Regions from separate parts of the Mus musculus genome. Here all the other regions are linked to region 1. Evidence: chromatin contacts called from public HiChIP or PLAC-seq data. All regions are on one chromosome and are shown on one strand. The core of a region is the stretch at or near the end of the contact, and the rest is flanking DNA. Distances in the headings are between cores, read along the strand shown.

Region 1 (2,963 bases), core at 220-2,719:
CCCGCCCGGCAGCAACAAATCCCTCCTTTGCAGTCTGCTTCTGCCTATAGGTGTGCCCTCCAGAGGCCTGCCTAGCTTTGATTCCTCAGACCACAAGGAAACCCCAGGCCTCCCCCATGCCCACCCCCACGCCCCACACACCTGCTTCCAGCCGTGCTCACCAGCTTTGAGAAAGCCAGCAGGTGCCTGAAGGCTTCAAATCCTGGCACAGCCACTTCCTACCCAGTGATCTTGAGCCAGTTCCCCCCCCCAGCCTCCCAGCCCCCCGCCCCTCCCCCGCCCCCCGAAAGCAGGCTGACTAGACTATCTTCCTGTAATCCTAGAATGGAATGTGTTAGACATTGGTGCCCATTTTCTCCAAGTCAAATGCTGGCTGACCCATTCGGTGGACAGGTGACCTGGGGTCAGAGTTTCCTGGTCCCCAAACATAACTCTGAGCTGAAGGTGTTCACCCCTAAGCTTCAAGCAACCCTCTCTCCCCACCGCAAGGCAAAGCCAATTTTGCACGGGATCCCCCATCCTGAAAGCCCCTATGTACACACTTCTATCTCTTCTGCTGCTCTCTATCTTCAGCTAACCCCTTGAACTTGGAAAAGTAACATTTTTAACTCCCCCTTTTCTGCATTTTATTTTACAGAAGGGGTCACAGTTCAGTAAGGCCAAGGGATGACCCAGCTAAGGGTCTCCCATTGGAATGACATGAACTTGATCAAACCCCAAACCACCTCTTCCTACACCTATACCATGGTGCCGTCTTTGTTTTACAGTTAATGAAAATAAGGCCCAGAGAGGGTATAGGACTTTTCCAAAGTCACACAGCAGCATGGACTTAAGTTCAGTCCTAGGATTTATGTGCCGGGCTCCTTTAGTCCTCCATGTTCATGCTGAGTTTCTGCACTCTGAGACACCTGGGTATCCTGAGCAGAGGGCACTCCGGGGAGCAGAGCCACCATATGTAGGGGACACAGGGGCCAGTGAAAGAAGAGACTTAATGAAATCAAGCAGTGTTGGGAACATCTTCCCGTGGCCAGCCAGTGAAGGAAGAGCCGCAGTACCAGGCTGCAAGGCCCCATTAGGGCCAGCGGCGGGGCTCCGGGCTCCGCATTTACATATAAATGAAGATATTTACAAATTAATGCATCTCAGCCCAGAGTCCCAGCTCCACAGCTGTTCAGCTGCTTCCTCTTCAGCTGGGAAAGCGGGGTGAGAATGAGGCTGGGAATATTACCAGAAACCGGCAGAGAACAATTTCCTGGGGAGCCTCAAGGAGCCCCAGGGACTCCCCGTGTTTGTCCCCAGCTGGTGGGACGCGATCGGCAGAAGCTGGTCGACGACAGGGTGCCTGCCTCCTGCGGACGCAGGTGTGAGTCCTTGTGATGCTACCTTGGGCTCGAGGGTTCGTCCATTCAGTGTGTGAGGGATTCGGGGTAGTGGGGAAGGGACTGGCTGGGAGTGGAGGATTCGCTCCTTAGACAGGAGTAGGGGGTGGGCGGGGCCTTAACAGGAGTAGGGAATGGGCGGGGCCTTAACTAGAGAACAGGGTAAAGCAAGGAGCTGTAAAGTGTCCGTGTCCGTGTCCGTGTCCGTGTCCGTGTCCGTGTGTGTGTGTGTGTGTGTGTGTGTGTGTGTGTGTGTGTGTGTGTGTGACTTGTGTGGGGACACACGGGTATGCAGAATGATGCTTCCTCGATCTCTCTCTCTATGTCGTACACTGAAACGTGCTCTCCTACCTGAGAGCCTAGCCACTTCACTAGTCCAGCCAATAACTTGACTGTGAGGATAGACTCTAGTCTTCACACTTAGGCAGTAGTTGTGCTGTCCCCTGCATGGGTTTGGCCAGGCTTAGTTTGAGCCTTTATCCAAGCAACTTCCAGGGTGCAATCTCTACCTTGCAAATCACAGCCATGTAAATAAGGGTCATGCAAATAGGGACCATGCAAATAGAGGCCATGCAAATCAGGGCACTCCTGATCAAGGGTGGGTCGCAGGGAATAGGGCCCGTGTGTCACAGAAGACATCCAAGCTGAGAACTAGAGTGCAAACAGTCATGCACAGAGGGTGGGGCAGGAAAGCAGGGGTCACTCCAAAAAGCAGGCAGAGCAAGCACAAAGGCCCTGGGGTGAGAAGGGCTGCCTGGGGCGGAGCATGGCCAGGGCAGAGGAAATAACAAAGTAGCAATTTACCCTCAGCACCCCGGGAGCCACGGGGAGCCACGGAGAGCAGCTGGCCCACCATGACCTGCATTTGAAAGTTCACCCTGGTTACTGAGACAAGAAAGCTAAGTGATCCCCGGAGGACGCTGGGGCCTGGTACCAGAGTCCCACAAACACTTGGTAGCACGTGTTCTCTCACCCACGGAGACCGACTGGCTGTTTGAGCACAGCATGAGCTGAGCATACTGCTATGATATATGATAGCAGAAAGTGGGGTGGGGGTGGGGCATTGGCAGGTAGACACTGAAGGAAGTGATTGTCCCCAGTGGCTCTGACGTGTACACTAGAAATTGGATACCATGGAGTCCCCATCAGGCATTAAAACCTGTCTGTCCTTCCCCATGCTTTCACCAGACAGCTAGGTTTCCCCGAGGGTCAGTCCCTCCTCCCCTCCTCAGCACCCCAGAGTCTGTTTGACATTTAGAGAGAGACAGTATATGGTGGAGTCTAGAAAGAGGGGAAGTGGAGTCCAAACAGATATATAGCTAACCATTGCAACAGTGAAGCCGGAGCTGTCTGAGGACTTGCTCAGACACACGCCGAGGTGACTCAGCTGGCAGGGCTGAGGAGATGGTGGCCACAGTGGCATTGAAAGTGGATCTGAAGTCAAAAGTGGCTTTGAGGCAAAGTGGATATGGCTGGTGGGAGGGGGGACTGGAGCTCTGAGTGGAGACACGGTATGTTCAGTGGAGGTGGGAAGGTGCCCAGAAAGGGACAAGGCCACTCCGAGTAGGCAGACAATGGTCCTTA
Region 2 (2,963 bases), core at 131-2,630, 560 kb before region 1:
CATCACCACCATCACCACTATCAGCATCATCACCACTATCACCATCATCACCATCATCACCACTACCACTATCATCACCAACATCAGAGTCACCATTGTCAGGTTTTCTTCCTAACAGGCCAGTGTAACTCCCTGGGGCTACTGGGAACTGCAGTCTCTGTCAGGACTCAGCTAGGCTTCGGTGTCTACAGAACCCCTGGAAAGAGAGGAGGAGGATCAAATGCATGTTTTTCTGTTCGCTTTGCGTTTTAGTGACAGCGTCTCCACAAGTGGAACTTACCATGCAGCCTAGGGCTGGCTTCTGACTCCCAGAGATCTTCCTGCCTCAGTATCCCCAAGGCTGCGATGATAAGTGATCACATTCAGATACATGTATATTTATTTTAGGCAAGCAAGGGCAGGCCAGATGTAGCCCTAGGATTGCAGTTGCCTGTCCCTGATCTAACACCTCAGGCTCTGGAGTCTCGGTGGAGGGCACAGAACTGCTTTGGTCTTTTACTATGAGCTCAGTCATGCTCACCGCCATGGATCTGCATGGATTTGGTGCGAGAGGGTGGGGCTACCTTTGTGTCTCCAGCTGGGCTTTCCTGGGGCTCAAGGAGTAGGCGGAGCAACTGTGATCAATGGACTTTCCTGATGTTCAGATGCCTGTGTTCTTGACGAGCAAGCGAGATGTTGGTCAAATCTGTGCTCATCCACACCGACAGCGAGGAAGATGACTTTGGCAAAGCCATTCCCCTATCCTGCATCACCAAAGACACACTCTGTGACCTGAGCTGCTGTCCCTAGGAGCCAGAAGCCCGTGGTGGTGACCCTGTTCCTAGTGCTATCATTCAGAGGCTATTATTATTACTATTATTATGCCTGCAGTTTAACAAGCAGATAACTGAGACTCAGAGAGACCAGACCGCTTGTCTGAGGCCACACAGCTGTCACTTAGCTGTCCTGGAGAAGATCTTTCCTCCTGGCCCTTCCCATCTTACCTGGTTAAAGGATCTAGATCATATAGGGCCCCACCCATCCCGGAGTCCTGTCTTGAGCCCCATCCTACCAGGGGACAGCAGATCCCCTGGGCTCAGCACTCCTTGAAAACCCATCTTTGTTTTTTTTTTTTTTTTTTTTTTTTCTCCTTTCTACCCTGGCTAACTCCCTGGGCCTCCCGGGCTGGGCTGAGGGATATATGCCCAGCCAGGTTGGGACTGACTCAGCCTAACCCTTCCTGGTGGTAGAGGCCAGGGCCCCCTCCAGTCCTCCAGTCTTCCGCCTTCACCCTCTGCCCGCCTCCGTGTCCAATGCACCGGCCCAGCAGGTCTGGCGGGTTAATGACTCATACAGCTGGGTTGTCAGCAAGCCCAGCCAAGCCTGGCTCAGGAGCCCGAGTGTGTCAGACCTGAGGCTCCTGCTCAGTCCACCAGCAGCTTCCCCACCAGATGCTTGCCCGCTGGTGGCGCCTGCCCCGGTCACTGGCATCTTCTCCCCTGAGGACCACAGTTGGACTGTGCGCAATCCAGGTCGGTCAGTCTCTCCCAGTTAAGCCCTCTTCGTTCTTTGCAGAGTTGGAAGAGGTTCTTTGAATGTGATGGAGGTAGTGAGGGTCTCCTGCGTTGACACCTTTGGGCTCTGGGGTTCCCGGCTCTCCCTGAGATGACAAGGAGGCTTGGGGGCTAACGAGGACGATGTGGGAGGAGGGACATGGAAGGATCCAGGAGCACAGGTGTGTGGTGGGAGTTCCCTACCCTATTTTTAGGCTTACGGAGGTTGAGAAGGCTTTCTGTGGCTTCAGAATATCGTTATAGTTGGAAAATTGAGGCTCCGAACCCCCGGAGAATGCTGAGGTGGCACAGTGGCTGGACACTAGTGATCCACTCTCGGTCTTCCTTGCTGCTCCATGGCTGCCTGCTTGTTTCTCCCGTGTTCATACCCTGGTGGCCTCCTCTGCCAGTCCTGTCCCTTCCCATCCCTGCCTTTCCCATCTAAAGGGAGGGACTACAGTTTATACAGCTTCCTTGGCAGAGATTGTACCCGTTTGTGGTTGGGTGGCATTTTAAAGGTCACTAGGCAGCCTTGCCCTGCGTCTCTGACAGGTTGCTTTTTAGCCATAGCTTGACTGCCTCTGGTGATGGACGGCTCACTGGTTTCAAAGGATCTATTTCATTGTTTGGTCAACATCTGGCCAATGATAACATAATGAACTCAACTGGGTCCCCGTTTCATGCTTTCATTTGGCTAGCACAGTGCAGTGCCTGTGTGACGAGCTTAATCTTTCAGTAACCCCAATGAGTCCGTGCTATTCTGATCACAGGCCTAGAGGGGCGAAGTAGCCCCTCTCATGGATGGAGAAAAGGGGAGCTGGGGTTTAAGGAGGAGGCAGGGTGGGCGTGGCAGAGGACAAGAGGAGCCTCGATCCTAAGTCAGCTTCTTCTTTCCCATTATTACCATGTCCCCCGCCTCCTCTTGCTTTCTGTGGAGGGACTCTGGTGATCAATGAGGCAGCGTCTCACCAAGGTACTTGACAGTTTACAAAGTTATCTATGTTACTGGCCCCCTAGGGCACTCACAACAGCCTGGCTAACTGGACAGGGCGGGAACAACCACCCCCGTGGTGGTGACTGACCCTGTAGTTATGGGACCAAGGCCTATCGAGGTCAGGCATCCTGCCTGAGGCCACATGGCTATGAGACAGCAAGGATTCAAGGGTCTCTCCTTTCCCTGGGAGAAGACCTCCTCATCTCTACAGGTTTTGGTCTGGAGGACCCTGGAGAGTCTGGTAGAAGTGACAGAGGTGGGGTTGCCTCGTACACTGAGGCCCAGCTTGTGGCCTCCACCCACCTGCCTCTGTCCCCCAAGAGCTGAGGACTTTGGGGGTTTGAGAAGGTGGCCCTTCTGTATCCCTGTCATCAAGAAGAAAGACGTCCCCACTCAGTGTAGAGGACAGTCATCGGGAGGAGATCACAAGAGGAGTC
Region 3 (2,963 bases), core at 224-2,723, 540 kb before region 1:
CAGTCAGCCTCTCTAGAAAGACCCTTGTAGATGGACCAGAAATAGGGCTCCTGGGGTTCTCTGCAATCTGTCCAGTTGAACATCAAGGTCGCCCATCACACATGTTCAGTAGGCCTCTTAGGCAGACAACATTCCTCTGCTTCCTGTTTAAGGGAGAGAGATTTATGTCCCTGTCACAAAGGGAAATGTAGGCCCTGCTTGTAGACAGAAGGGAGCAGGCAGAGACACTCCTGTCCCCTCTGCTTGCACAGGGCTGTCCCCCTGCTTGCGCAGGGCCTTTAGATCAAAAGAATTCTTACACCAGAATGACATATTTTTAGGTAACATTCTTTTTACTTATGCCTTACATGAATTTCTTTAGCGTGTGTGTGTGTGTGTGTGTGTGTGTGCGTGTGTGTGTGTGTGTGTGTCTTGATGCTTTTGTGGATGTCAGAGACAAACTAGAGGTAGTCAAGTCTTTTTCTTCTACTACTTGGGTCCTGGGGATTGAGCTCAGGTTGTCAGGCTTGGTGACAAGTGCCTTGGCATACTGAGCTTTGATGACAGGCTCACAACAGATGGCAGATGGCATTGTAATGGTGGGAGTGTTTGCCAGAGAGGAAAGAAACTGGGAGAAACTGAGATCTCACAGTCCCTTCCCAGGGCAGGCAACAACAACCACCTCAGGATATCAGCTAGATCTCACCTCCCCACCTCTGTGATCCGTTAAGCAGTAGCCTGTCTGCTGATAATTTATCTGAGACACTTGGACTGAGTGGCCACGACTTGGAGGCATTTGCCTGGGTATCCAGGGCTGAGGGCCAGACTCAGGGTAGGGAGGCCATAGTTTCAAGTCAGTGGAGGGGATAAATGGATGGAGACAGCGTGGGAGTTCAGGAAGGTTTGAGCCATACACTGGCACACATGCTCTGTGCTCCACCTACCTCAGTCTCCGTGAGTTGCCATAGTCACTTGAAGATTTTAGCAATCTGCTGGGCGAGGCTGTAGGCTCCCTGGGCCATGGGGAACCAGGGTATAGGTTCAGGTTGTGCCAGGGAGCTTGGATAAGCGTGGGATCAGGGTTATGTGTCTGAGATAGAATCAGCTAGAATTGCAAACTAAGACTTTATGCAGAGGGCGGGTGGAGGGAGGAAGAAATCAGGTGACTTGTAGATTTTTCTTTTGTATACATGGTTGGTGGCAGTGTTAGTGAATGCGCCAGTTTGTGGGGGAGTTGAGGGATGGCTTGGGGGGGGAACGGGATTTGGTTCAGCACGAGGTCACATTTAGAGGTTTGCGCAGGGGCCACATGAGAGTCTGGGAGCCCACTTGTGAGGAACCTGACCTGCATGCAGTTCTAGGGTTGGGATCTGGGAAGATCAACCCTAAGTCAGAGGTGCAAGCATTATTCTGGCTGTGTAGCCAGGAGAGGCTCCCACCACGCCCAGCTGTGTAAAGGGAGGTAGGGCAGCAAGCTACCTTGTCCGTGACCTTGGTGACCTCCTTCGGTCTTGCCAAGAGGTTGCCAGAAGTGTGCAGAGGTCCATCTGTCTGACGCCTGTCTAGTTAGCGCCTTCTGGATACAGGCGCAGATGCAGAGCAGAGATTCGCAGCTGAGGAGGGGGTAGGAGAGCAAGGGGAGGCTGGGGGAGGACTCTGACCACTCATGGGAGACCTCCGAGTCACCTGGAAGGACTTTGGGGCCGTTCAAATGTTTGGGTCCCAAGGGAATGCACAATCAGAATTTTCATCCCGAGGACCTATTGGGTGAGGAGGAAGAGGAGGAGACACAGGAAACCCTTTGAAGCTGGTACAAGCCCCCGAGGACGAGCCTGGTGTCTGAATCTTGCTTGCTTCCTCCTGTTCACTGCTCAGTTCTTTTTTTATGAAGGAGGAGTTCAGAGACTCAGAGAGGTTAAGCAACCTGCCCAAGGTCACAGAGCCTAAGAGGGTGGATGAAACACGCTTTCTCAGGTGCAGACGCAGGAGATTGAGTAACCTCAGGGAGGGGCTCACAGGACAGATCTTTCAGCCTTGAACTTTGTCTTTGTAGTCTCCCGGGCCTCTGGTGATGGGAAGCAGGGCGTGGGTCTTCCCGGAGCCACTTACTTGGTCGGATTGAAAGCTTTCAGGGCGTCAGTTTCTTGGAGTGTCCGGGAAAACCACATGGGTCAGGTCCAGGATTTGATTAACCCGGGTCACATGAGGCCATGGAGGGAGGTTGCCCCATGGGGAGCTGTGTTTCAGAGATGGCAAGCCCACACCTCATGTGGGGATGACAAGATGTCAGGCAGGTCTCAAGGACCCGCCCACTCTGAGTACAGCCTCTGTGGGCAAGCCACGCCCTATAGAGCCCCAAAGCAGGGAGACATGAACGGGGCCTACAGGGCTGGAGTCCTAACCACGGGCATCACGTCCCACCTCGGGCACCGCGTTCCACCATGGGCACCGCGGCTCACCATGGGCACCATGTCCCACCACGGGCACACCGTCCCACCACTGGCACCACAGGCACCGCGGCCCATCATCTGGTTTAGTTGTTTTGTAAGTAAGGCGCAGGCTAATTTATCTCCATTGTACAGATGAGGCGGGCAAACGTGAGCAGTCAGCCCAAAGTCGCACGGTTGCGTGTTAGGTGTGAGCACTGTCCCGTGTGACTCTGGAGCCTTCCCTTGAAACCCTGAGAGTCCCTGTCAGCCTCGGTTTATCTCGGCATGTTGCCTCCTGTTGGCATGTCACCAGGGTAGGATCTTGGTGGGTGGGGCTTTTGCCCACTTAGGGACGCCCGGTCCCTTTGTCTTCATTGGCTCGCCAGAGTCTGGTACTTAGGACTTTTCAGAGACTTTAACATATGCATTAATTATTCTGCCGTGGATTCCCCATTGATCTTGACCTCTGAATGCCTCCATTCCCCAAGTGAGAAGTAGCCTGTCTCATAGATGTTGTATTTGACCCTTCAGGACTGTTGACACCTATTGCCAGTG

The links. HiChIP or PLAC-seq counts read pairs in DNA pulled down with a chosen protein or histone mark.
Region 2: an H3K27ac HiChIP or PLAC-seq map of embryonic stem cells shows a contact between it and region 1, with 3 times the contacts expected there. The contact joins the promoter of Arhgef10l here to the enhancer-like site in region 1. A contact is called at or near these places in 3 of 39 promoter capture datasets (hippocampal neurons, liver and pre-B cells), 6 of 484 Hi-C or Micro-C datasets (B cells, the N1E-115 cell line, cardiomyocytes and 2 more), 5 of 115 datasets of contacts at active chromatin or transcription factors (embryonic basal ganglia and embryonic stem cells) and 1 of 9 other capture datasets (embryonic stem cells).
Region 3: a contact with region 1 is called in an H3K4me3 HiChIP or PLAC-seq map of embryonic stem cells, with 4 times the contacts expected there. The contact joins two enhancer-like sites. A contact is called at or near these places in 3 of 115 datasets of contacts at active chromatin or transcription factors (astrocytes, embryonic forebrain and embryonic stem cells).

Annotation. Positions count from the first base shown.
Region 1 is chr4:140,102,012-140,104,974 of GRCm38.p6, reverse strand. The region is part of intron 3 of Igsf21 (immunoglobulin superfamily, member 21); the gene reads left to right. Among named protein-coding and RNA genes, the nearest start is that of Gm52685, 33 kb to the right of the region's middle. RefSeq lists an enhancer at 1-2,105. Within about 2 kb of position 1,469, at least 46 of the 459 cell types and tissues checked have an H3K27ac peak or open chromatin away from gene starts, as enhancers often do. A contact at or near this core is called in embryonic basal ganglia and embryonic stem cells, where this site is marked.
Region 2 is chr4:140,664,304-140,667,266 of GRCm38.p6, reverse strand. Arhgef10l (Rho guanine nucleotide exchange factor (GEF) 10-like) reads left to right here and starts at 1,380. Exons shown (of 29, transcript NM_001290803.1): 1 at 1,380-1,511.
Region 3 is chr4:140,639,436-140,642,398 of GRCm38.p6, reverse strand. All of the region lies in intron 1 of Arhgef10l (Rho guanine nucleotide exchange factor (GEF) 10-like), which reads left to right. Among named protein-coding and RNA genes, the nearest start is that of Arhgef10l, 25 kb to the left of the region's middle. Within about 2 kb of position 1,473, at least 19 of the 459 cell types and tissues checked have an H3K27ac peak or open chromatin away from gene starts, as enhancers often do. A contact at or near this core is called in embryonic stem cells, where this site is marked.